Regions from separate parts of the Mus musculus genome. Here all the other regions are linked to region 6. The links are chromatin contacts, called in public HiChIP or PLAC-seq and promoter capture Hi-C maps. All regions are on one chromosome and are shown on one strand. The core of a region is the stretch at or near the end of the contact, and the rest is flanking DNA. Distances in the headings are between cores, read along the strand shown. Region 1 overlaps Atp8b4 (ATPase, class I, type 8B, member 4). Region 2 holds the start of Cep152 (centrosomal protein 152). Region 3 holds the start of Atp8b4 (ATPase, class I, type 8B, member 4). Region 4 overlaps Atp8b4 (ATPase, class I, type 8B, member 4). Region 5 holds the start of Eid1 (EP300 interacting inhibitor of differentiation 1). Region 6 holds the start of Fgf7 (fibroblast growth factor 7). Region 7 overlaps Atp8b4 (ATPase, class I, type 8B, member 4).

The links. Promoter capture Hi-C pulls out the DNA fragments that hold promoters and counts their contacts. HiChIP or PLAC-seq counts read pairs in DNA pulled down with a chosen protein or histone mark.
Region 1: a contact with region 6 is called in an H3K27ac HiChIP or PLAC-seq map of the NIH/3T3 cell line, with 8 times the contacts expected there. The contact joins the enhancer-like site here to the promoter of Fgf7 in region 6. A contact is called at or near these places in 19 of 39 promoter capture datasets (the 3T3-L1 cell line, 3T3-L1-derived adipocytes, the HPC-7 cell line and 12 more), 25 of 484 Hi-C or Micro-C datasets (the 3T3-L1 cell line, 3T3-L1-derived adipocytes, the C2C12 cell line and 14 more), 4 of 115 datasets of contacts at active chromatin or transcription factors (the NIH/3T3 cell line, fibro-adipogenic progenitors, heart atrium and 1 more) and 2 of 9 other capture datasets (adipose tissue and pancreatic islet).
Region 2: a promoter capture Hi-C map of embryonic stem cells shows a contact between it and region 6, with 4 times the contacts expected there. The contact joins the promoter of Cep152 here to the promoter of Fgf7 in region 6. A contact is called at or near these places in 8 of 39 promoter capture datasets (the 3T3-L1 cell line, the HPC-7 cell line, cranial neural crest and 4 more), 1 of 484 Hi-C or Micro-C datasets (adipose-derived mesenchymal stem cells) and 2 of 115 datasets of contacts at active chromatin or transcription factors (embryonic stem cells and extraembryonic endoderm stem cells).
Region 3: a contact with region 6 is called in a promoter capture Hi-C map of embryonic stem cells, with 4 times the contacts expected there. The contact joins the promoter of Atp8b4 here to the promoter of Fgf7 in region 6. A contact is called at or near these places in 11 of 39 promoter capture datasets (the 3T3-L1 cell line, the C10 cell line, cranial neural crest and 5 more).
Region 4: a promoter capture Hi-C map of the 3T3-L1 cell line shows a contact between it and region 6, with 7 times the contacts expected there. The contact joins the enhancer-like site here to the promoter of Fgf7 in region 6. A contact is called at or near these places in 13 of 39 promoter capture datasets (the 3T3-L1 cell line, 3T3-L1-derived adipocytes, the C10 cell line and 6 more), 4 of 484 Hi-C or Micro-C datasets (3T3-L1-derived adipocytes, adipose-derived mesenchymal stem cells and embryonic fibroblasts), 2 of 115 datasets of contacts at active chromatin or transcription factors (heart atrium and pancreatic cancer cells) and 4 of 9 other capture datasets (adipose tissue, liver, macrophages and 1 more).
Region 5: a contact with region 6 is called in a FOXA1 HiChIP or PLAC-seq map of pancreatic cancer cells. The contact joins the promoter of Eid1 here to the promoter of Fgf7 in region 6. A contact is called at or near these places in 16 of 39 promoter capture datasets (the 3T3-L1 cell line, 3T3-L1-derived adipocytes, the C10 cell line and 11 more), 2 of 15 datasets of contacts at CTCF or cohesin (large pre-B cells and pro-B cells), 38 of 484 Hi-C or Micro-C datasets (the 3T3-L1 cell line, the C2C12 cell line, CD8 T cells and 22 more) and 4 of 115 datasets of contacts at active chromatin or transcription factors (the NIH/3T3 cell line, embryonic limb bud, pancreatic cancer cells and 1 more).
Region 7: a contact with region 6 is called in an H3K27ac HiChIP or PLAC-seq map of the NIH/3T3 cell line, with 7 times the contacts expected there. The contact joins the enhancer-like site here to the promoter of Fgf7 in region 6. A contact is called at or near these places in 10 of 39 promoter capture datasets (the 3T3-L1 cell line, 3T3-L1-derived adipocytes, cranial neural crest and 5 more), 2 of 484 Hi-C or Micro-C datasets (cortical neurons and embryonic stem cells), 3 of 115 datasets of contacts at active chromatin or transcription factors (the NIH/3T3 cell line, cardiomyocytes and embryonic fibroblasts) and 1 of 9 other capture datasets (embryonic stem cells).

What each region holds. Positions count from the first base shown.
Region 1 is chr2:126,427,307-126,430,723 of GRCm38.p6, forward strand. Atp8b4 (ATPase, class I, type 8B, member 4) reads right to left here. Exons shown (of 28, transcript NM_001080944.3): 8 at 51-121. Among named protein-coding and RNA genes, the nearest start is that of Atp8b4, 63 kb to the right of the region's middle. Within about 2 kb of position 2,160, at least 18 of the 459 cell types and tissues checked have an H3K27ac peak or open chromatin away from gene starts, as enhancers often do. A contact at or near this core is called in the NIH/3T3 cell line, beige adipocytes and cancer-associated fibroblasts, where this site is marked.
Region 2 is chr2:125,622,951-125,626,743 of GRCm38.p6, forward strand. Cep152 (centrosomal protein 152) reads right to left here and starts at 2,163. Exons shown (of 28, transcript NM_001081091.1): 1 at 1,926-2,163.
Region 3 is chr2:126,490,251-126,493,919 of GRCm38.p6, forward strand. It overlaps Atp8b4 (ATPase, class I, type 8B, member 4), which reads right to left and starts at 1,303. Exons shown (of 28, transcript NM_001080944.3): 1 at 1,231-1,303.
Region 4 is chr2:126,320,419-126,324,180 of GRCm38.p6, forward strand. It overlaps Atp8b4 (ATPase, class I, type 8B, member 4), which reads right to left. Exons shown (of 28, transcript NM_001080944.3): 28 at 555-2,673. The coding sequence ends at 2,392. Among named protein-coding and RNA genes, the nearest start is that of Atp8b4, 170 kb to the right of the region's middle. Within about 2 kb of position 2,358, at least 36 of the 459 cell types and tissues checked have an H3K27ac peak or open chromatin away from gene starts, as enhancers often do. A contact at or near this core is called in adipose-derived mesenchymal stem cells and pancreatic cancer cells, where this site is marked.
Region 5 is chr2:125,671,729-125,675,453 of GRCm38.p6, forward strand. It overlaps Eid1 (EP300 interacting inhibitor of differentiation 1), which reads left to right and starts at 1,372. Exons shown (of 1, transcript NM_025613.3): 1 at 1,372-3,725. The coding sequence starts at 1,464. The coding sequence ends at 1,943. All of the region lies in intron 4 of Shc4 (SHC (Src homology 2 domain containing) family, member 4), which reads right to left.
Region 6 is chr2:126,032,314-126,036,075 of GRCm38.p6, forward strand. It overlaps Fgf7 (fibroblast growth factor 7), which reads left to right and starts at 2,345. Exons shown (of 4, transcript NM_008008.4): 1 at 2,345-2,537; 2 at 3,132-3,687. The coding sequence starts at 3,402. All of the region lies in intron 11 of Fam227b (family with sequence similarity 227, member B), which reads right to left.
Region 7 is chr2:126,456,660-126,460,281 of GRCm38.p6, forward strand. It overlaps Atp8b4 (ATPase, class I, type 8B, member 4), which reads right to left. Exons shown (of 28, transcript NM_001080944.3): 5 at 2,977-3,075; 6 at 1,584-1,645. Among named protein-coding and RNA genes, the nearest start is that of Atp8b4, 33 kb to the right of the region's middle. Within about 2 kb of position 2,217, at least 2 of the 459 cell types and tissues checked have an H3K27ac peak or open chromatin away from gene starts, as enhancers often do. A contact at or near this core is called in the NIH/3T3 cell line, where this site is marked.

The DNA.
Region 1 (3,417 bases), core at 910-3,409, 390 kb after region 6:
AGGACGTTTAGGTTAAACAGCCTAAGCAGCCGCTCTGGTTTAGTACTTACCCGTCAAGCTCAGCTGTTTCAACATAACAGAGACCGTGTGGCTCACTGCTCGACAGGAGCAGCAGGTCAGCCTGGTTGAGAAACCAATACAGAGGGACAGGTAAGAATCAGGGTTGTTGAAACCTCTCCTCCATGCATCACCCCTCCTTCATAGCCCTGGCAACACTGAGGAGGGAGGCACCACCTCCCACTCTGTGTGCCCATGCTTTGGGACCATCAGGGTATGAGCAGGTCTCCTGGCAACGTGCAAACTACTAGTGATCTGGGTTGCCAGTTTCGAAAGTCATATATGAATTCTATTTTTCTGGATTTAATAATTTCTTATGAAAAACAGAGATCATTTTCCAATAAATGAGCGAATTAACCCTCCTTGTGTGCTGGTGTCTGAGCCGCTTAAAGCAGGAAAGGAGTCAAGAGGGTGAGAACGCGCGGATAAAACAGAAGGAAAACCAAAGAAAAGAAGAAATGAAAGTAAACAAGAGCAACATGGACGCAAGGCGAAGAGATGAGGAAGCGATGGAAGAGTAAAACACGAGAGAAAGCGGGGCCCACACAGCAATGGGAAAGAGTAAAACACGAGAGAGACAAGAGAAAGTGGGGCCCACTCAAAGAGCGCAGAGGGTGCTCTGGAAAATGACGCTTTAGAAAAGACTTCAACCCAGTTTTGGTTGTGAGCCTAGGCTTTAATGACTGAGCCATCTCCTAGACAGGAAGCCACCAAAATGAACTCTTGCAAGTGGATGGTGACATTGAAGCATAACTCTCCACAGCTGACGGCTGGCGTGAGTGCGGCCGGGAAGGGCTCAGTCCTATTTGAGAGGCAGGTGTCACAGTTTGACCATGCTCCAGTGAGTTCACAGATAACGCAAATTGGGCTTAAGGGGGTTCTATTCATTTTTATTTTTACTTTTTTTATTTTACCTCCCTGAAGGGAGATCATAAGGGTGGAAGGACTGAGAAATGAGTTTGATCAGTGTGCGTGATGTGAAATTTCCAGGGAATCAATAGAAATGTTATATTGGGAAAACAAAACAAAACAAAAAAAGAGCAGTGGTGACCAGTGCTATAAAACCAAGTTTTGAAGGTAATATGTCCCAGTTAGACTCCAAAAAATACTAAAATAAGATCCAAAATTCTGCTACATTTTACTGAATAAAACATCTAAAGATGTCAAAAGGGGGAGGAAGAAAATACATCACAGTTCACTTTTAGAATTCTGGCTGGTTTTGTTTTTTTCTCAAATTAAAATTCTTATTTAAAAATAAATGTAATTCTGGAGGATTCATCTAAAAAGAACTGACCTAAGTTTCAGCAACTTATGAAACTTTAGCCTAACAAACCTCTACGTGTATCTGAAAGGTTGACAGTCCAAGTCTCTAAAATCTTTTATTTAGAAAGACATTATAATGGCTTTATCTTCAAGTCTTAGATTTTAAGTTCAAAATCAACCCACTCAGTTAATTGTCTGGGTTGTTTAAATTATCAAAAACGGGGGGCGGGGGGGACAATGAGAGTTGTTTAAATGAAGGCTCCATGATAGCTCCCAGAGGAACAAACGCCCCTGCATCCTGGTGACTCTCTCAGCTCTGAAGGAATCACCACAGAAGCCAGTCAAGGCAGAAACTGCTTTGTGAGCCCCTCGGTGTGTTCCATGCAAACCCCCTCAGAGAATATGTCCATCTGGGGCCCACTCTTACACTAACGCTCACCTAATCCTGACCCAAAAAAAAAAAAAGAATCTGTGCTGGGGGGTAGATTCGCCTTGATCTCCGGTCATATGTTCCAGTTTCACCATGTCCTGGCAGACGGCATGCTAGCGGTAAAGGTGAATGCCCTTTGGAGCTACGGCTATCATCTTAAGGATAGAAAGATAACTTTAAACACAAGCTAAAATTCCTTATTGTAATAATGCATAATTAGAACTCTTTATGGTGCATGGATAAAGATGCCTGTTGGTATCTGGTGTAGCTTTTCCTCAGAGCTCTGTGTAGATGGTAATGCAATGTCACTGTTCAATATTGAATCTGGCTGTGTTTAATGCTTCCTCTGCAGTAAACCAGGGGCAGAGCCACCTCAACCTCAGACAAGCGACTAAGGTTCCACTGCCACCTAGTGGCTAAGGTCTCTTAACCAGCACTCACCCAACTTAGACTGGAACACGGGAGTACCTTAACCCTCCTGTCTAACTTTCCCTACTCTGTCTCCCTGGAAACCTACCCTCCTACCTCTTCCTAAACCCTCTCATGTCACCTTTGATATCGCTGACCATTCCTCTCCTCACTCACACCCTCTTCTCTTCCCTACTGCTAACATCTTCCTTGGAGGCTTTTTTTAGTTATCATTAAAGAGTGTGTGTGGGAGAACAAGATTGATGGTGTCCATCCAGCAGAGTAAGTTGTGAAAGGCATCTAGCACACAGTTAGAGTTAGACTTTCTAAGGCACTCTGCAATAATCCTGAAAGGGAACGGGCAAAGAATTATAGCAATAGCCTTGCTAGTCCTTGGTCAAGCTTTTGTCAGAGGTGGTGGGCTAGTAGTGTGAGCAAACTACCGAGAGGCCATAGCAGAGACATACAACAGGGAGAGAAAGTGTGATTGTCCAGATGCCTAGCTGGACCAGGCCAACGCCACCTTCCATTATCCCCTAGTCTTTTCTTTTATCAGTTATTGGTGGAAGGATTCAGCTATGACTCCACATAGGAAGCAGCATGCAGCATGCTCCAACACAAACACCTTTCCCCCAGCCTTCCTGGGCAAGAGAAAAACCCGAGCAGATACCCAGTGGAAGCTTAAAGGCAGTATTCCCATCCGAAGAAACTTGAGAATAATCTACTGGATATCTTTGAGGCCTCAGAGCCAAATACATTGTCTCCAGGGTTCATTGGGTGTAAATGTTCGTTAAGTTAAAGAAGAAAAGAAAACACTGAGGAATAGTATCAATCCACAGCCATGAAATTTCTTAAGAACTTATAAAAAACACTCTCATAACTTAATCAATTCATTGCCTATGCAAATCTGTGAGGGAAAAGGGAAAGGGACTCCCCTATATCCAGCAGAGGCCATCAGAGGTCATGGTGAGTGTCAACAACCCACTTGAAGAGCCTGAGACTAGAGTGTTGGCATCATCCTTGAAAATGCTCCAGGATTAAGTTGTGGGACTAGAAAAATGCCACCGCCCTGATCAAGACTAGTACTCTGCTGTGGTGGCCCCTGGGTTCTAGGATGACATCTGTGAGAAACAGAAATGTTTCTCAGACATGCTTTGCTCGGTATGTCTGTTTTGTCTGCTGCTGTTCAGAACATCCAGGTGTGTGAGTGCTGGGATACCAGAGCCATAACAGAGGGAAAGATGCATTTGTGGGGCGAT
Region 2 (3,793 bases), core at 913-3,412, 410 kb before region 6:
TCAATCAAATAGTATATATCACAGAACACATTTACAAAGTCAAGAGATGAAATTACAAAACTGTAAAACTACTTACAAATCACTTAATAAAAAGTATCAGTAAACATTTTTTTCTAAGAAAATGACAACTTAAGATGAGAAAATAGCATAAAAATCCATTTTAGAAAGAAATATAAATGTTCATTGAATATTATTACAGTCTGAGTTCATCAGGCTCAGGAGATCGCTCAGTGCAAGTGGCCATGCAAGTGTGCAGACCTGAGTTCAAATCTTCAGAAACCACATTAAGGCCAGACAGAGAGCCCAGGCATCTGTAAGGAACACTTCTACGGGACGGGGAGGCACAGGTGAGAGGCTGTCTGGAACGTCCTGGGCAACGCCAGCTAGCATGGCCTAAACACTGAACAGCCACAGATACCAGTCTCTAACAGGGTGGAGCCATACAAATATCCACTCGCGCGCGCGCGCGCGCGCACACACACACACACACAGAGGTTAAGTCCATGAAGAATTCAGGAAGTGTACTCTAAGTAGCACCGTGCTACCTTCAACTACTACATTGAAAATGGCCACAACTCTATGTTTTTTTGTGGCTTTAATAAATAAATTGCTGGTGAGATGTGTGCTGACAGATCATCATGAAAACAATCGATAGCAATGTGCATTTGCCATAGTAAAACTGTATCTTGGTGAATATGGCAAAATTATGCCATTAGTAGGAACAGTGGCCTACTCCTATGCTTGACCAGAGAGCTGACCACTTAAAACATAAACCAAGGGATCAACGTGGGCAGTGTGCTCCCTAAAATACAGCTCCCTGGTTAATAGTCTCACTCTAGCCGGGAAACTTTTCCTAACCCCACTACAAGAATACAAGAAGCACAGCTGTCTTCTCTTACACCTCTGACCCAGCTTGTCAATACTTGTCTGACAATACTTGTCAGCACTGTCCCTGGTAGTTTTTGGTCACCCCCTTCCACCCCCTCACATAGAGGGAAAAATATTTACTTGTTTTGTGAGCAAACTTTAGTGTATATTTTCCTTTCCAAAAATATTTATCATCATCATCATCATTATGAGTGAATATATCCATTGGGTCACAGGCCTTAGGATTCCCCTGGAGCCGGAGTCACACGTAGTTGTGACCTATACAATTTGGGTGCAAGAAATGAACTCACAGCCTCTTGCAAGAGCATTGACAATCTCTTAACTGCTGAAACTATTATCTACTCCCACCGGAGTAGATAGGGTCTTTAGGCAGATCTCTTTTTATTTGTTTACATTCCAAATTGTTTGTTTGTTTGTTTGTTTGCATCCCAAAGGATGTAATATGGCTGTAAGCAATTAAGAACTGAAGATCCTCAGCTCTGGCAGCTGTGCAATCGTAACTGCTTCCGTTTCTTTAGTAATGAAACGGTGAAAACATCATAGGTGTGGGAAACCTTACAACTCCCGGATAAGGACTCCGCCCTCCTCTAGATGCCTGCTCCATCCAAAGTGCATTCTGGCCACTTCCAGAGCGCATGGCTTATATCCTTTGCTTGTGGCTTCAAACTTCAGCCTTTATTTACATGCAAACAATCAAGAATTGTGAAGCTACGAAGTGAAATTCAGCTTAAATCACACTGAAAAATGCATGACTACAAGATGGACTAAATGTAATTGCCCTGGGAGTTAGAAAACTGCACGCACTAGCTTACACACTAACTTCTCTTACAGGGTGGAAACAGCCAGAACGCAACAGTCTATTTTAGACACTTTCCAAATCCTGTTCCTACTACAAAGAGTACGGAGGGAGGGGGCAATGACAATCTCTTGAGCTCGGTAGTACCGATAGCAGCATGGAAAACCAAGGTGAGCAGAAGACAGTAACCCCAAAATACAGGAAGCCCCCTCGACTGGGTGTACTCACGCAGCGCCCTTACCAAAGAACTGGGCCCGGGGTCCAAGAACCACGGGCGCGCACAGGTCTGCCGATGGGACGCCCAGGCTGAAGATCGAGAAGGGAGCCAGCAAGCACAGCCCCGGTGTAGGAGACTCGAACGCGGGTCCCGATCCCGCAGCCGCCAGCCTGGCCGGGAGACCGCAGTCACCTCCCGCAACCCGCAACCCGCTGCCCTGACTTCCAGCCGCGAGCACCTTCCCGGTTACACCCTAGCCCGCGAACCCCGCCACTCGACGAGCAGCCGCCTCCTCCAATCGCCGCCGCTGCTCGATGGGCCTGACGGCTGGGCGGAGCTATGGGGCGGAAAACCCGCCTCCCACAAGGTCGGTTGAGAAGTCGCCCGCAGTTGCAAGAGCGCGGCTGTTCGAAGAGGGCGCCAGTGGCGGCGGGAAGCTTCCCGGAGCCTCCATTGGGGAAATAGTGAGCCAATCACAAAAGCCTCCTAGAGGACTACGGTTGCTTAGATACGGCGGACTGTTTGCCCTCCCAGAGGTTAGCTAGGACATTCCTTTTTTTCCCCTTACACGTCTAAGTTTCATCCAATGGCCCTTTTTGCTCTCTGAAGTGCCACTGCCAGCCCTGGTCGTTGTTAAATTTGGCATCATCTTCAGACTTGGCTGGTTAAGATTTGTGTTTCTTTACTGATAAAACTGGAGGAGCTCCCAGGTGCCTCCTCCCTAAAACTCGAATTTCCGCGAATGTTCTTAGATGTTAGCCTGTCGTTAAATCCCATTATATCATCGAACTTGGAGATCGCAAACACAATGGATAAATATCACTTTGGCTGTTCAATTTTAATGTGTGTCTCTTGATTGGCTTGTTGAGGGTGGCTGGACCTGGCATGTTCGAGACCTGAGTTCTGGAACAGTTGCTGTCTCTGGCTTCTTTGGTAAGAAGGGCTCTAGTGCATGCCAAGAACTTGGTGACTTGGATGCCCACATCTTTTTAAATCTTTCCCCTGTGTACCGTGTGGAGTAAGATACTTGTCCAAGGCTCTTCCAAATCTGGCTGTTTGCTAAGTCTGCCACCTGCATCCTATCCTTGTACGGCTGACATTGACCCTCAGCTAGGGGTCTGATACAGAATAAGAGCTTGAGTGAGAGAAACAGAACCAAGTCACAAGGCTGCACTACCAATAGTTCTGGGATGGCTCCTGTTTCCCCTCCTCCCACCCCATCTCCTGGGCTGCTTTTCGAGTCAATTGCCCCACCTCTCACCCACTCAGCCCTCGAAACACATGACGTCACTCAGTGGAACTGGATCTCCCTACCACTGTACACAGGGTGCATACCGACCCCAAGAGAAGATGGATTTCTCTTCTACTACGATCTGTTACCGTGTGTCTGCTTCACTGGTAGAACAATATGAACGTCTTGGGGGTATTCACTTGAGCATTTGTCTTCATGTTTCATGGCCCATGCTAGGCACTCAAAACAACTGTGTTAACTCATTAGTGAATAAATGAAGGAATGGGCAAATGAAGATGTTGGTCAAGAAAAGACTAATGAAAGGCCTTCGGGGAAATGGCACTTGTCGAAGGTGATCCAAGTATCGGCTAATGAGAAAGATATGTCCAGTGCCCCATGCTGAGGTCTACGATGCAATAGTGCATGAGAATGGCAGGGGACATAGGGGGATAACTTGCTCTGTGTTGAGATAGTGTACTTTTCCTTCCAGGATGTCTGTCCCTAGTGTACTTAGTCTGGATCCGCCACGAAGTTCCGCAGGGCCCACCTGCCTTTGTGAGTCCTGAGCCCAGCAGGTGTTAACTTTTCCTCTTGCTTCCCAGCTGTTGCTTTTGGATGCTGGCCCAAGTCAGTTTTCTCTGGGACTTTGAGCTTTTTCACT
Region 3 (3,669 bases), core at 53-2,552, 460 kb after region 6:
CTAACTTGTCTATTGTCAGTTTTTCTTAGCAGACTATGTTACATCATAGTGAAATTTTTGAACTTCTCAGTGAAGGCTTTATGGCAACCCCTGATAAGCACATATGTGTGCACTGGATTTGGCAAACAATTTTAATCAACTTTTCTAACTTATCACAAACACTAGGAATTGGGAATTGCTAACCAGGCTGCAACTCACCACAACCCAAAATTTTCTACTCACCTATCTATATATATGTTCTTCTCTTAGTTGCTACCCAACACACTAAAATAATACCATTATTATCTTTTTTTTCCTGTGTGTGGCCTAATTTTTTATGAGATAAACCCTATCAAAGATCTAAAGTGAGCCAATGCACAAACAGATTACACACAACATTCACAACCTGTGGAAATGAGCACATGAAGCATTGCAAACAAGTGGCAGAGCAAGCAGGCGTATGGAATCGGCGGCATTCTGTTGGTTAGAAACAGAAATGATGTATCTGCTTCCTGCCCAGAGAAGTTACATGCAGAACATATGGAGTGTACTGAAAGAAGTACCGTGTGGTCAGCCGCACGGACACCAAATAAGGGGAAGAATAGTACGTTTGGCTTAGCAGTTACAAAAAAAAAAGATGTTTAAAGGGAAGTGCATCAATCCCCAAGGTTCTAATACCGATCTCTTGGTGTCCAAAATGCCAGAAACCATCCATTTGTCTCCCTGTTACCTCCCGGGGGGGGGGGGTGCCTGACAAAAAAAGAGGTGCTGAGAGTAGGAATCTAGGCGTTCCTAGTGCCCAGATTAATAAAACTGATGAGTCTAAGCACAAAGATTGGTCATTGTTGCCATGTGCTACTAGAATCAGGAGTAATTATAACACATTAGAAACCCCCCTGTTCCCTCCTGTACACCTTCCATGCTATCAGTTCCAAGACTGCCCAGACCATCTCTCCAAAGCCTCCTCTCTGCCCGCATCCCTGCCTAGGCGGTGGGTATCATCTAGGACCTTACAGCTGACCACACACCATTCTTCCTCTGTGCTTATGCTCATAGGCCTGTCTTGGTCCAGACCTGGGAAGCTATAGACCAGTGTCCACATCAAAACTACAGACATCCTCGTTAAAGTGGAATGGCATCAGGTCATAACCCTGCTAAGAAACCCAGAAGTCCTCACATCAGCCTCAGGAAAGAAAGATTTAACACATCAGCTAAGACCTCTACCATCTTGTTTCTGCTCATGGGTCTTACCTGGTTTCTCCCTCCTTCCCTCACTTTCCACAATCCTCTGTTCACTCCTCGTGTCTGCACTTCAGAAATGCTCAGCTTAACTCTTTTCCATCTGGGGACCTTCATGAGTCATCTTCCCTATAAGTATAGCCATGTAACCACGGCCCCACCCTCTTCAACTCACATATTAACTCATATGGCACTTCCTCCACAAGCCACTTCCTATGTGTCCCACAAACCCTGGTACTGTTCCTCTCGGAGTCGATGGCACTCTAGACTGTATTTGTGGACTACATTGGCCTTCTCATTACTTCCCAAGCTTCAGTGGCATGGGAACCTCCTCATCTGGCCCATGGTTTTGTTCCTGATATCTGACACATGCCTGGCTCACAGTGCTATTCTGTGTGTTTATTGAACATGAATGAACGAAGCTTTCTATTTCCCTAAGAAATGGAGCATGGACCTACACATGCTGAAGGGCCCTCCCCTTTTAGCAATTATTCTTTCTAGGGCTCAAGCACCAGAGTGGCTTTGATCTATCATCTGTTTGAGGCTCCTGAGGGTTGGGAGTATTTCATTTCTCTTGCCCGCCCCTGTCCCTTCATATATGGCTATCTCCTAAACACCCTGAAAGCAGATTAGGACCAAGCAGGATAAGTGCACATTTGATGTCATAGCAAGTTGAAGAGCATGGGAAAGAAGGGAAGAGTAGCCAGAACTTAGAGGAGAACCTCGGGCCCTCCAGCTAAAAGGAGATTGTCAGGAGGAGTGTTCTTGTCAGTTAAATTTGTTCTTTGACAATTATAAGCACATAAGTAGTGCATTTGGTCACCACAGCCTTCCCTATCTCCTGCTCACTCCTACCATGCTCCCCTCCTGAATCCCACAGTCATGCCTCTTTTTGTTTGGAGACTCTCTGATTTTAGCCAGGAGCACTTGTGTAGCCATGGGTTTGGAACTATCTGTTTCAGCCTGGTGGTCTCACTGATGGGTACACAGCTAAAGTCAACGACTATCTCTACCCCAGAAGCAATCAAAGAATGCTTTTAGAATACAAAGAAATTTCTTTATGTTAGTCTTTCCTCTGAAAAAATACATAGGCAAATCAGTCCTCACCCACAGGACTTTTTTTCTGGTTTATTTGTTTGTTTGTTTGTCTGTCTGTCTGTTTTGATACAGGATCTGAAGGTCTGTCACTTGCCATATATCCTAGACTAGCCTCAAACTCACAGCAATCCCCCTGCCTCAGCTTCCTGGTTGCTAGGATTACAGATATTTCCACCACATACAGCCTTTTCATAATTACTTCTTTGTTTCATGAGGCAGGTACCAAAAGGAGCCAGAGCAGACGTTGGATGGCGTCAGGAGGGAGAACACAGAACGTGAGGATGACATCTGGTGCCCCATCTGGCCAGAAGAAAACGACTAATCAAGGTGTCTAAGCCAACTTGTTAAGACAAGAGAATTGTCCCTGGGGACTAATCTGACAGGTTCTGTTTTACTGGTTCATTAGATGCTGAGAGAGTGGTGCTAACTGATAACCATTGTTAAGGATGGAGCTAAAAGCATCTGTGGACTGCAGAGCACGTGGACCACATGCATGTGGACAGCTTTCCTCTTCTCTTATTTTACATCTTCCTGAAAGTTCTTCTCACTTGCAAGATTGCCCATAGATGAGGCTTAAAGGAACGCACTTTCTTCATTCCCTGACAGCCTTCTACTTTCACTCTCAGCTTCTCACTGTCTCCTTCCAAAGTGTCTCCGAGTCGTTTATCTTGAAGATAGTGAATATATCCATTTCAACTCTAAGCATTTTTACTTTTATAAAAATACTCTCTGCTCCATAACTCAGAATGTGACATCACCCTTGCTGTGGGAATTAAACTACCGAATGATTTCTAGAAACTTTTTCCTCAGTCGTTCCTGACTTGAGGGCTTTAATCTCTAAAACAGAATTATAACAAAGCCAGAAAGAATCCACGTTTAAGCCCATCTCCACCAATCCAATCCTTCCCTTGGAACACTGCCCAAGCAGGCGTAGTCTATGGAAGACTGCAGCCAGTGCAGCAGACGTCAGTCAAACTTGAAGAAAATGAAACTCCCTTTAATACTATATAATAATTCCTATAAATACTCTTCCTATTCCTCACCAAAATGTGCTCATCCTTTGATGCTCTTCCTCGCCTGGGTTAGGGTGTTTAGGAGATAGGAGATAGCGGTATATAGGAGGACCGGGCCATCAAAAGAGATGAAATACCCTCATGCTTTTTTAAATGTGTGTGTGTGTGTGTGTGTGTGTGTTCAGACACATGAGTGTGAGAGTGTACCACGGTGCACATGTGGATGTCAGAAGGCAACCTCTAATGTTAGAGCTGGCCTTCCATCTTGAATGACACAGGATCTCTTATCCACTACTGCATAAACCAGACTACCTAGCATACACACTTTCAGAGAGTCTAC
Region 4 (3,762 bases), core at 1,108-3,607, 290 kb after region 6:
GCATCCACTTCTGTATTTGCCAAGCACTGGCATAGTCTCACCAAAGACAACTATATCAGGGTCCTTTCAGCAAAATCTTGCTGGCATATGCAATAGTGTCTGGGTTTGGTGGCTGATTATGGGATGGATCCCCGGGTGGGGCAGTCTCTGGATGGTCCATCCTTTCGTTTCAGCTCCAAATTTGCATAAGACCAAAATAAAACTAATAAAATGTTTCTCCCACAATTCTCTTGAACTATCTGTTTATAAATGACCTTTTAAAATTTGAGCTGAACTTGCCAAATTGACCATTTCTAGTATTGCACATGAATCCGTTTGGTTCATCTAATTCTTGACTCCAGTGCTACAAAGGACATATATTTTTTCCAGACATATAAAGGAGGGACGGGGGGTAAGTAGAGGAAAAGATGAGAGAGAGAGAGAGAGAGAGAGAGAGAGAGAGAGAGAGAGAGAGAGAGAGAGAGAGAGAGAACTCAATTGAGAAAGCTAGCACGACATAGCAAAAAGTTTCCCCAGTGAGCTCCCAATAAGAAAGAAAGAAAACACCAAACACCAACGATGGTAAAACATTTACTGGAAATATCCAAAGTCTTCAAAATTGTTATAAAACATAAACAAGCACACTTTAGCTGATCATTAGACATGAAAATCTTACCTTTTTTTCTAGGTAGATATGTATAGAGAAAGGAATCATGACAAGCATTTGCTATGGGTAAAGGCTCTAGGTAGTAGGCTACTGCATACCGATTATCTCACTGAGTATCATTTAGAAAACATTAGGCTTAGAAATCAAGACCCATTGGGCAGGGGACACTGACCTATTAACACCATCCCAGCCCATCATCCATCAAGACCACATAAGATTAACAAGCTCTTTGTGCAAAGTAGTTTTGGTTGATCAGCAATTGCCTGGGAACCCAGAGAAGGAAGGCTAGAGAGCTAATTGCTGATTTTTGGAAAACATGACTTTTTGTTTGTTTGTTTGGTTGGTTGGTTGGTTGGTTGGTTGGTTTTGTTTGGTTTTGTTTATTTCCTTGTAGATAAATCTATTCCCCAGTCTACAGTTTTATTTGCTTTCTATCATACTTAGCAACCTCATTTCTTTGACAGTCCCACTGGCGACTGGCATCCCAGGTCCTGAAGTCTCTCCCCTCTGCTTCTCTGATGATGAGTTAGCTAAAGCCTGATGAGTACATTCGTATGTGAGTTGTGTTTCTGATGGTTTGAGAATGTGTGCTTGATAGTCATCAACCACGGGAGGTAGGTAGTGCGTCCTGACTTTGTAGAGGAGTCTCAGGAAAGGCACCTTACCTCCCCATCACGGAGGTAAGTGGGTGTCAGCAGCAATTTGAATACAGAACCTAGTGAGTTGTCTACAGATCCCCAAATTGGGCTGCAATGTCTATTTTAAAAATCAGCTTCATCTATATATCTATACATTTAGATGTTTGAGCCATAAACAGGACAGCTAGACACTAAAAGGAACTGAGTCTCAATGGCCTAAGCCTGAGTGAATGGTAACAGTAGAGACTGCCTGTAGAGACTTTCAAGTTTCAAGTTTTTAAATGGGATCTGTCAGCAGCATTTGCCCATGGCCTGCATGGAACACTGTCAATAAAGGGCAGTGTTCTACCACGCTGATGGTTCTGTCTGCATCCATGTAACATGCAACGGATTACTACTGACATTGTCACACAAGTCCTTGACACATTAGGGACATTAGAGGAGCCACTGTATTTTGTCCCCACATGGAACAGTCTGAACACTCTCTCTATAAACCTAACCATGTTAGCAGCCCCCTCGGCAGAAACATTCAGTTGCTTTTGTCCCTGTTTGTAAACAGATAACCCCACGGACTTTTTAATGCATTCTCTGAGCATGTAAGGCTTTGTTATCCTGGCAAGGGGAGCTCAAGTCTAGAGAAAGACTCACTCTCGATCTGAGAGCACCACACCACATACTTTAAATTCTGCAATTGCATCTGGGAAAGGCACTCTTCACGTACGTGGTGTATCTGTTGACATGCGTTTTTGGTTGAAACACATCATTGGAACATACCTTTTACATACCTAAGACCCATCCAACATAGATGCTAATTTACGGCCTTTTTTTTTTTTCCATAAATAAGATTCAAAATTCGGATGGATTGGTGTTTAAGTTAATAAAATCTGTACTTGTCCCATGAGGCCTTGGTCTACAGAATCACAGATTGGACAGTGCCCATCTGGCCTGGAATCCTGCAGAAAACATCGCTATCTGACAGGCGTTGGCAGCTGGAGGCCATGGATTTAAGTTAAGCAATGTGATCTGCCCTGCTCCTGGCCCCTGAGCTGCCTAAGCTCAGCCCCAGATGAGGTGAAAAGACGGCTTTGTGGTCAAGTCTATCTTGACTCACAATTTCACTGTCTTATCATGACTAAAGCCGCTCACCGCGTCTGTGGTTTTCTTACATAAATTTTCAATCCAGCTCGTGTTATTATAAAGCTTCTTTTCCAGCCCCGATGCTGGGGCTGGACTTTTCGCTCGCATATTTTTTCCAGATGTGATGAGCTCTCCGTAGCCCTCCTGGTGAGCAAACGCGTATCCAGATCTTCTAGAGCTCGACCTGCGGGTCTGAGGCCTTCTGCTTCGCAGGGGTCTTTTCTTTCGCTGAGCTTTCTGCCACCGGCGGATCTGGAGAGAAAGAGCGCCACAGTGCAACCGTGAACCCAAGCATTAGACTCCAGACACCCAGCCACCGAGTAAAACGGAAGCCATTTTTGTTACTTAATTGAACGGCTACAACAAGAGAATCTTTGTCTTTACTCCAAAAGGAAACGTTAAGCCTAAAGCCGTAACATTCTCCACCTCAAAGAGGACACTAGACACTAATCAATTTTTTCCCGTTCTCGTGTAAACAAGAAACATTCCGATAAAATTCATTACTGACTCAATTTCATGGGCCATATGGTGAGTTGGGGGGTCAGGGGGTTGTTTTGTTTTAGTAACAGTGTTGGGAACAGAGCCCGGGATCTTGAGCATACTTTTGTATAGAATGTTATGTCTATAGTCCCAATACCCCGTCTTTCACCTCTCTTTCCCTTTTAGAGGCTCTCTAGATCTTGCAGTCACTAGTAACTGAATTAGGAGAAATTTTCAGAAATTAGACTCAGAATGTTCTCCCTCTTAAGGAAGGTCAACTTATCATGAGACTTCTGAGCTTTTCATTTATTCTGGTTTGGGGTGTGTGTGTATGTGTGTGTGTGTGCGTGTCTATGTCTGTCTGTCTGTTTTTCTGTCTGTCTGTGTCTGTGTTTATGTCTGTATGTGTATCTCTGTGTATGTCTGTGTGTCTGTGTGTGTGTGTCTGTGTATGTCTGTGTGTCTGTGTGTTTATGTCTGTATGTGTATCACTGTGTATGTCTGTGTGTCTGTGTGTTTATGTCTGTATGTGTATCACTGTGTATGTCTGTGTGTCTGTGTGTATCTGTGAGTCTGTGTGTTTATGTCTGTATGTGTATCTCTGTGTATGTCTGTCTGTCTGTGTCTGTGAGTCTGTGTGTTTATGTCTGTATGTGTATCTCTGTGTATGTCTCTGTGTGTGTGTCTGTGTGTGTGTGTGTGTTTATGTCTGTATGTGTATCTCTGCATATGTCTCTGTGTGTATGTAATTTACAAATATGAAGGTGTTGCTTTTTAAACAACATCTCCAGCACAGCCCCAAAATCAGAGGCTCAGGAAAACATTGTGGGGGGGGGGGTGCAGAAGGACCCAGAGGAACAG
Region 5 (3,725 bases), core at 122-2,621, 360 kb before region 6:
CTTCTGGGTAGTAAGTAAACAAATATATGTAGCTTGTGATAATTAAGCCACACACATTACCTGTGCACTTTTCTCTATTAACATTTCAATAAGAACAAAAATCAACATGCAAAGATTATATTCCAATAACAGCTCATGAGAAACTTCATTTAATGGATAAAGAGGAAGATTTCATACAAATATGTTCAAGTATGTAAAACTAGTAAGGATCATGTAACACTTTGGAGAAAAGTTCGCTGAAGAATATAAAAAATGACCATTGGCAAAAATTATATAAGATAAAGAGGAATGCTATGGAGCATTGTCTCTTGGACATGACAGGGCCATTGCATCCACGAATAATAAACTAAAGCTATGGAAAGATTATAAAGATACAATCAAGGCTGGAGAAATGGCTCAGCAGTAAACAGCATCGGCTGCTCACACTAAGGACCAGGGTTCGACTCCCAGTAATCACAGGGCAGTGTACAACTGACTTCGTTTCTAGGAGTTCCAACGCCCTCTTTTGGCCTCTGTAGGCACAATGCACACACGTGGCACACAAACATTACAGACAGGCAAACAAACGCATACACACGAAAGAGAGATCAAATTGATAAAACTTAAGTTTACTTATATTAATTCCATAAAACAATACGTGGTAAGGGTGTGGATATTCTCAAACACTATTGGCTACAGTTTAAGTTTGTAGAGCAACCGTGGCGCGTGATTATCTGTATATATTTAAAATATGTATAGCCTATTTTCCACCTTTCTTTATCCTAGTACTCACACATGTATGTGGTTTAGTTTCCCCATGGTATATACGTGTGGACATACACACAATTTATCTTTGGTTAGGTCAACTTCAATAAATTCAGAAGAAAAAAACCGAAAAGTTAAATTTTCTCAGTGCGCAGGACGGGACTAGTGGGATTTGAAATGGTGAGAGGTAATGGACATGCTGATCACAGGAACGCTGGGGAGGCAGGGAGGTGGAGGAGAGATGGCATCTGTGACAGAAGGCCAGGGCTTTCCATCTAGGCAAAGCAAGCACTTGGCAAGGAACTTAGAGCTGGTCTCCAGGTGGGTCACCAGCGGAAGCATCGCGGGTCCTGAGTGGGTGTGAGGGTGAGGTGGGAGTCCGGGAAACATAGGGGGTGAGGGGTGGGAAGGGAAGAGCTCGCGCCCGCGCCCGCGCCCGCGCACCACGCCCCCCCCCCCCCCCGTGGACCAAGCGGCCTACTCGCCAGCACACGCACGCCATGCTGGCACGCGCACCACGCCCGCCTACCCGTTTGCGCACGTGAAACGTGCTCCGCACGCGCATCACGCATGCCCACTCGCCTGCGCACGCGCCCCCCCCCCCCAGCTCGCGCTCCACGCACGCCCTCTTGCCTGCGCACGCGCACCACGCCCGTTCGCGCGCCCGTCTCTGCAAAAGGTTCCTTTTTTTTTTCCACCTTGGTCGAGTCGCTTCCACCATGGCGGAGATGGCAGAGCTTTGCGAGCTGTACGAAGAAAGCAACGAGTTGCAGATGGACGTGCTGCCCGGCGAGGGCTATATGGAGGTAGGCCGCGGGGCCCGCGGGCCGGCCCCGGAGGAGGGCCCCATGGAGGAGGAGGCCGGGCCGGCCGCCGCCCGCGCCCAGCGCGGTCTGTTCCCCGAGGCTGGCGCGGACCTGGAAGGCGACGAGTTTGATGACTGGGAGGACGACTACGAGTTCCCTGAAGAGGAGCGCTGGAGCGGCGCGATGCACAGGGTGTCCGCCGCCCTGGAGGAAGCCAACAAGGTGTTCCTGCGAACCGCGCGAGCCGGAGATGCCCTGGATGGCGGCTTTCAGGCGCGGTGTGAGAAGAGCCCTTTCGACCAGCTAGCTTTTATCGAAGAGCTGTTTTCGCTGATGGTTGTCAATCGACTGACCGAAGAGCTCGGTTGTGATGAGATCATTGATCGAGAGTAAATGCTGACGAGAGAGGAGGAAACTACCTGAGAGGGAGAGATTCAACATTCTGCTATTTTGGGGTTCATTCCAAATAGTTCTGTGCAAAAAATAAAAACAGTTGGTTTTTGTTTCTCGGAATAGAAGACGGGACAGTGAATGACCATGCATTGTGGAAAAGGAGAATCGAGGAAGGAGGAGTGTTAAACCTGAGAATCGCGAGGAGAAAAAGACCAAATCGTTCCTCTTTGGTCTCACAGGGGCTCAGCAAAAACCTCTGGTTCAGACTGTTGATCGAGATGATTTTCCTTACATTGGAGAAGAGCTTTCTCTGTTAAGCTTTTAAAGATGGTTTGGAAGAGTAAATTGTGACTACCAATACAAGAATCTAATTAAAGAATGGGGGGAAATACATTCCAAGATGTCTTTAATTCGAACTGAAAGGCTATTGAAAAAAAAAAAAACTTTCCAAATTCTTTTTGGTGATTTATACACATCAGTTATCAAAAGCTAAACTTGAGGTTTAAGATTGAGTATTCATCTACCCCACAGAGTAGTCCAAGTAAATGTGGGTATAAATGTAGACGTGTTATCATGTGTGCTGTCATCTTAAAATGTGTTACAAACGCTTCTGGAATTTTGACTGCACATGTATCTTCATGATTTATAAAGCTACTGTGACCTCTAATTTGGAAAAACCCATTGTAATGATTTTCAAAGTAAAGAAAGAAACAGGATGTCTTTTTAAGGTTTTAAGTTCATGCATTAAATAAAATGTATGGGAAAGCCCAAAGACAAACTTTCTAATACCCTTTTATACTAGGGAAATTTCACTTGCTGTTTTGTACCTTGACAGATGGTAAGACTATAACTGAAGTTCATATTGTAAGAACTGTTTGCTAAAATTGTCAAGTAAAAAGAAATCCTGCCTGTATCTATAAAAAGATGTATGAGCTATTATGTTGTCAAACTTTGAAGGTTTTAAACCTACCCAGAAGTCCACCTGGGTGTCTGATATTCATATTCTCTCTCTCCCTCTCTGCCTCTTTCTTCCCCTCCCCCTCCCTTCTTCTAATTATGCTTGTTAATCTTTATGCACCAGCATTGGCGATAATAAATTTTCTTGTTCTGTGTATTTTGCTTTGTCTAATAGCTTTGCATACATGCTTTATACAGGATTCTCTTGCTGTGTGTGCCACGCCTCCATCTTGATATTTAAACATCCAATGCTTACAATGTAAACCAGTATCAAATATCCAAAAAATGGGTTCTGGGATGTTAAAGCAAATTTCAGAGTTTTCTGGAAGACCCGCTCTGTGAATGTGATGCTATGGCTTAATTGATGCTGAAGTTCCTTGAGAAGAAAATGATGTATTAGCACGATGTCCCTGCTGATGCCACCATGGCAACCAATACAGAACAGAGCTGAGACAGTAGGATAACTCCTGGGTTTCTGTGGGGTTGGTTGGTTGGTTTTACAGTCATCTTGTTTGAGAGGCTGCCGAGGTGGTTCAGTGGGTAAAGGTACCTTCTGCCATATAGCCAAGCCTGATGGCCTGAGTTTGATCTCTGGGGTCCATGTGGTGGAGGGAGGGAGAGAGACCTCCCCCAAGATTGGGCAGGCCTGTTAGTAATTTTAGACCCTCACCTGGGATTTTAGTTGCTCCTGTACCTCCAAAGCACCTGTACATAATTTTGCCCCGGTTACATGTGGTTTCAGAAGGTGCTAAAACACAAAAGGTGGGAGGTTGGCTGATGTTAGGTGGGGACTCGTGTTTGGGAAGCTGTCACCCATGTTAGGGT
Region 6 (3,762 bases), core at 1,095-3,594:
CTCTCTCTCTCTCTCTCTCTCTCTCTCTCTCGTGTGTGTGATAATACTTCTTTGTATGTAAAAGAACAGGGTATAAAATTCTCCTGTATATATGTGTATAGCTTTTGTGTTTAAGCATGGTAAAAATGTAAACTGAAATATAAAATTCCATAAGTCAAAGTTTCTATCATTTGTCTCTCCACAGAATGAAGGCTGTGATGAAGACTGGTTAGGAAAAGCTAGGAAGTTCATATAGCAACTGACTGCATCAAAGAAGTTCTATGAGTTTTTCAATGATTTTCAATGCAAATTTATTTTAAATATCTTTATTTTTGTATTTGAAATACAAATTCCCAAACACGAGGGGCAAGGGCGACACACTTCTTCTTTTTGAGATACGCTTCTATTTGAAGCTTTTCAGGTGACAACATTAATCTTTAAAAGTCAATAGATGTAGATCCTTTTCTTATGGATTTACAATGCACAAGGTGGAGATATTTTCAACTAAGGATGAAGCTACCGTTATCTGGAAAGAGCACAGAGCAGGGAACTCTGCTGCTCTCTTCTGTATGTGCTTTACAGTAAGGACAGAGGATGTCTGCCACTGGGTAACTCACAAGGACAAAGAGAGCAGCTGTCCTACAGATAGCTGAACCGCTAGCCTAATGAGAACCATTGCTAACAAGTAAGGGTCTCAAGGACAGGAATGAAATTCCCCACCCCGTCTTGGTCCCATCACTGGAAAGTAATCAATAACTTCGAAAGGAATTTAAACTGATACAATTTCCTGCCTGACTGTAACCTGCTCAGTGACATTCCTCAGAGAGTCATTTTATACCTTGGCTCCAACATTGCGAACACTCCCTCCCCTGCACATTGTAAAGAGACTGGGCATTCTGTAGTGTGCACTGAGAACTGACTGCATAACCTCCATTTCTCTATGGAACGTCAACTCGTAAGAATTCTGAATCTGCTCATTACTAATGTCCCCGCCCCCGGATGGTGGGATATCACTAAGAACATCATCATACCTTCTGTCCTTTCCTATTCCTCCCTGGGAGAAAAATCATGGGATGTTCTGAACTCTCTGGCTTTAAATAGATACAGTTATAGAACAGCACACCCTCCTCTGCTTTGAAAGCCTAGTGCTTTAATATTTCATGAATCGAAGACAACTGTGTATGTTTGAAATATGGGGTGCTGTTGACTCTGCCCTCTGTAAGCACAATGGGAAAGGGAAGAACAATCACATCCAAATGATTCAATTTTGGGTCTCTGTCTCTATTTGGTCTACCTGCACCACCTGGTGGTAGTGTATGTTAAGTGCGAAGTTGTGTGTGTGTCTCTCTCTCTCTCTCTCTGTGTGTGTGTGTGTGTTTTGCAGGTACAAGGAAAAGAGAATTTTAATGTATGTATTCTTAAATATTCATTTAGGGTGGTGATACGATGGCTCCATACTAAGTGTAAGATACAGACAGTCACAGTCTTGCTCAGTACAGGATAGGCACAAGCTCAGGCTGGAAAGCAAAAGGACTCTCTTGTATCCATTAGCTATTGGCCTTATTATTCCTGGAATTATCAGTTATTTTTTATGCTATTGCTCTCAGGAAGGCACAAGTCAAATACTAAGGTGAAACCATTTTTCTAAAAGAATGATAGTTTTGCAAATTATGTGTCCTTTGCTTCTGTGTGTCATCCTTTGAAATAAATCACAAGACAGGATGTTAAAACGGCAGCACACCCTAGCCTGATTAGACGTGGCCATTGATTTGATACCTGAAGCAGCAGCTGAGCCATGGGGAAGTAAGGGATGGAGCCAAGGCCACACTGTTTGTTAGAATCCCAGTCCGGTAAGAAACTAGGTCTTCTCAGCCTAAAGACTCACACCCAATTGTGCAAGATCTGTGAAAAGATGTGTCCTTGCCTAGGGATACCTGCTTTCAGGCCCTGAGCCTTGGGTTGCTCTAGTGCTCTGAATTTGAAGGACTAAAAACATACCCTCACTTACCAACCTCCTCCGTGCCAATGTATTGTAAAGATCATCTAACATTTAAGAAGCCCTTATATATGTTGTAGGGACATATGTTTTTCACAGACTGTACAGCTTCTGTGTTTAAAAGGTCTAACATTTTCCTTTCTCTTTGTAACGGCTTGGGAATCAGAGGTCTGTTTCCACAGCGTGAATGCCCACTTGTGGATTTAAGCCGAAGCCGTGTCCACAGCTCCCCCTTACGACCACTCAACAGTGTACAAGCCTCCTAATTCTGCTGTTTTAGACAACGAACAGCTCACTGGTTAAGTTTTAATTGCTTCCAATGAGGTCAGCAAAGGTATTTATTGAAAATCTCTGAATAAAAGGCTCCACGCACTCACACAAGCGCACGCGCTCACACACGGAGAAAATCCTTTTGCCTGTTGATTTATGGAAACAATTATGATTCTGCTGGGGGATTTCTCAGCTGAGAAATAGTTTGTAGCTACAGTAGAGAGGCTCAAGTTGCACGAGGCAGACAGCAGACACGGAACTCTTGTGTACCCAGCTGTTCCAAACAGAACAAGTAAGTTACTGTTATTTGTCTTTAAAACAATGCTCTTTTCTGAAAGATTTTCTCTTTCTGTGGTTATTGTCCTGGGGTGGGGTCAGGGGGGAAAGACTTTTGAGCTGTGAAAATATCTACAGAAATTGTGCTGTAGTACGGACGGATGGAAGGAGACTCTTGAGGTTCTCCAGGGCAATCCTGACACTTAACTTGAAAAATCTGGGTAGTTTAAGGGAAAATAATTATAAAGCACAAATGTAAAAGCATAGACTAATGAATTCCAGGGAATTCAACTTCAACTTTGTCGATAGAGGCTGTAAAACTTGATTTAACTCAATAGCTGTGAGTACACAGTGTTTCCTGACAAGATAGCAACTGGAATGAATGGTGTGGTTTTCTTGTGGTGTCTCCTCACTAACGCATAGCGCTTCTGAATCTATGTGCAGAGTGGCAGAGATGCTCACGTCCTCTGTGGGAGCTGTTTTAAACGTGCTTTCAACATTTAACTACACTGACATGTTAGACTATCTAACTACTGAAATTTATACATACAATTTTTTTTATCTCCCTCTCCTCTCCCCCTCCCCATTCCTAATCTCTCTCTTCGAGCAGAAGTCAAGGAGCAACCGCACTGCAGCAACTGGCCTTGTCACGACCTGTTTCTATAAGGATATACCTATCAGCTGTGTTCCTGAAGGAGGAATCGTGTTATTGGTATCAGAAGCTAAAAGATAAGGTTAACAGTTTGGAAAGAGCGACGACTTTTTCTCTCATCAATCTCCAGTTCACAAATAGGAGGAGGCCCATGACCTAGGAGTAGCAATCAACGCAAGATTCAATTCTCATTATGTTATTCATGAACACCCGGGGCACTACACTATAATGCGCAAATGGATACTGACACGGATCCTGCCAACTCTGCTCTACAGATCATGCTTCCACCTCGTCTGTCTAGTGGGCACTATATCTCTAGCTTGCAATGACATGAGTCCGGAGCAAACGGCTACGAGTGTGAACTGTTCCAGCCCCGAGCGACACACCAGAAGTTATGACTACATGGAAGGAGGGGATATAAGGGTGAGAAGACTGTTCTGTCGCACCCAGTGGTACCTGAGGATTGACAAACGAGGCAAAGTGAAAGGGACCCAGGAGATGAAGAACAGCTACAGTAAGTGATGCCTTTATCACAGCCCTGCTTAGCTCTTTAAGGTTTGTCTAAGGTTCACTTTCCAGTGCTGTGTTC
Region 7 (3,622 bases), core at 967-3,466, 420 kb after region 6:
AAATGGAAACCATTTTCTTTGTGTTTTTTTCAATATTCACTTTATTCTGTGTGTCAGAGTGTTTTGCTCTGTGCACATGTATGTCTGTACACATATGTGTGTACCTGGTACATGTGGAAGGCACTGGATCCCTTGGAATTAACTGGGAATTGAACCTTAGGTTCTCTGCAATGAAAAGTGCTCTTAACCACTGAGCTATTTCTCCAACCCTAGACACATTCTTTTTAATAATTGTTTTATTATTCTTAATTATGTGTGTGTGCATATGAATGCAGGTGTCCTTGGAGGTCAGAGGCATCTGATTCCCTGAGAGCTAAAGTTACAGGCAGTTGTGAGTTGCCAGTTGTGAGTTCTGGGAACTCATTTTCAAGAACAAATGCTCTTAACCGCTGAGGCACCTCTCAGCGGGACATTCTATTTACCCAGGCTAAGACAAATCTGTATATTCTCCCTCATATGTGGATCCTAGCCTATAACTCTTAAATGTGTGTGTCAAGATGGGAGTAAATTGGACTAGAGCCCACAAAATGAGAAAGGAGCCCATGAGGCTGGAAAAATAGAGAACCTTTAAAAGAGGATACTGGGGAAGGCGGTAGAACATTTGGACCAGGAGGATGCTGGAGGTGAGAGGGTGCAGTGGAAAGGGGGCAAGGAAGATGGAGAATCACACAAATGATACATGTCTAAAAACACGGAACCTATTACTTCATAAGCTAGGAAATTCATTAAAAATTTAAAAGATATGGAAAGTGGTCCATACAAAAAAGTAAGTAAGATAAAAAGAAACATTGGAAAGGAGCTTGGAGTTTTCCTTCCCAATTCTCTAGTGTTTTCCCTGTTCTTTGGGTAAACATACTCGTGTCTGAAGTCACTGCTGATGTTAGTTCTGCTTCCATGGATGGTATTTATCAATGCATGAAATTAAATACGAGGGAAATCCATGTGACTATGGATAATGTATTCTAAATCAACTATAGGAGGCATATAAAAACCTATCATTGCTACTTTCTTGGTACTATAATATCAAATACATGTCTGTGTTCCACAAAAGAAACTCCCAAAGAATTTGCTAGGTGTGAAAAAGACTCATGAAACGATGATCAAGATATACTTCAATTTCCAATAAGTTAAAGGACAGAAATATTCATATAATTAAAATAGAAAGCCACCAATCATTTAAAAATCCAAAGAGGGCTAGAGACATGGCTCAGAGGTTAAGAGCACTGACTGCTCTTCCAGAGGTCCTGAGTTCAATTCCCAGAAACCACATGGTGGCTCATGACCATCTATAATGGGATCTGGTGCCCTCTTCTGGCCTGCAGGCATATATGCAGGCAGAACACTATATATAAAATAAATCTTTAAAAAGAAAAAAGAAAAGAAGGAGGGAAGCAGGGAGGAAGGGAAGAAGGAGGGAGGGAGGGAGGGAGGAACGGAGGAACAGAGGAACGGTGGGAGGAAGGAAGGAAGGAAGGAAGGAAGGAAGGAAGGAAGGAAGGAAGGAAGGAAGGAAGGCAGGCAGGCAGGCAGGCAGGCAGGCAGGCAGGCAGGCAGGCAGGCAGGCCAGAGAACGGATTTCTTACTTGCTATTGATGAGCACCTTAGACTGCCGGTTATTCACTTGATTATCACTCTTGTGACGGAACTGAAAAAAAAATTTAAGAGAGACCTATCTTAAGTCACACTTCATCAATCCTAACAGCAGCACTGGGCATATTTCGAGTTAGTCTATTTAGACAATGTTACTGTCCAAATATGAGCACAGCTTGCACTTACCTGGAGCAGAGTCCCATACACGTAATCAATGCTCACCTCCCTACATCTCATCCTGGCACACACATCACCACCGGAATCTTCTCTCTGTGTGTGCACTCATATGCACACATATGCTGCACGCTAGACCCACAACTCTAATCCTTACACATTTCTACTTGCTTCTAAGAACACAGCACGCCATTTGCCTTGTAGTCCAGAGAAAACCCACACAGTTTTGAGAACTTCCACCAGGAACTGCAAGTTCTATCCCTCACAGGGGCACTCTGCACTTGCTATAGCGGATCAGTCTGCACTGTGGTTTTAAAAACCGAGAAATTACTTTTAACAACATATATTTTATTCTTCAGAAATCCTAATTGTTAACAGTGATATTATGAAACACCACTCACTTAAAACAGAAATAAGAATGAAATGCTGAGTCACACTTGGCCAAGGGTTTATGTTTTATGACCAAGTGGTCAGACTATATAATGCTTCATATTGCTTCATATGCTCCAGCAAAGCAACCATCTTCTATCTCTAGGAAAAATGCAAATATGAAGAGCTTCCCTTTAGGCTCTGAAACTAGAAGCCATTCAGATAAGAGCTTCTATATGAGCTGTCAAGGTCCAATAACAAGAGCCCAAATTAGAGACACATGTATCAAAGAGACAATAAGCTTACTCAGGGACAAAGGTATCTCAGCATGTTAGTGCACACCCTCAGATGAACTGGTGTGATGTCGGAGGCATGAAGCTTTAGTTCATAGACATAATCAGAAGAATAAGTGATTTCCCTTTTGTATTTCAAAATATATGTGTATACATAGATACATGCATGCATACATACACATACAAAAACACACATACACATACATCATAGTTGTGTCAGGCTCTCTTTTTTTCACCCTGGATGTCACAGTGTCAGTGTGTACCTTGAAACTCATTAAGCACTTCATTAGGGGACGAACACATACCACATTAAGCAAGTGCATTATACACTTGTGTATGGCCAGTTTTAGATGGCTCACATCAAATTATAGATTTATTAAAAATTATGCATACAACAACTGTGAAGGAGCATCACATAAATTAATTACAAGCCTTCCTCTCTGTCTCACCCTTGACTATTCTTTAGCCCCACTGGCTAGGTCTCTGTTTCTGAAAAGGTAGAAATACAATTAAAGGGAAACACCAAGCCTTCTCAGGCATGAATACTCACATAGTCGTCGGTGGCATCCTTGACAGCCGTCATCGAGATCACCAGGACCAGTGGCACAATGGTGGTGAACCATGTCAGGGAAGAGATTTCTGGAATGAGCTGAAGCAACATTTTCCATCGTTTAAGATTTTTTAAATTAGAAGTACATCATCTTCCAAACTTTGTCAATTAATTGTATAAGACTTATAGAAATAAATGAGATTATGATCGGCTATTCGTACAAAAGTAAACTAGCTAAGATGATTCAATTACATGCATTCAATTGCAAAACACATTGAGAAATACCTTTATGCCAACTTTCAAACTGATTAAAATTAAAAATAAAAACTTAAAAACGGGCTCCTTGAGCTCTTTCTCCAACACACATCTTTCAGCTGGCTGTGGCATTGTCACTGGTGCCTCAGCTTCTCATCTCAGTCTTTAGGAAGTTACCAATCTCTCTTCATAACACTTGCCAGAGAGCCATTGATCATCTACCTTAGAAAGGGGCTAGCGGGTATCTGCATCTTAAATCACTGGATGCTCTGAAATTTTGAGTTAGTTTCTATGCTAGAATGATTTGAACAAACTCATGGGCTATGTATTCACATTAGTAATGCTTTCCTGACTGTGCACAGAATACATTGTGAATGAGTCAGAACTAATA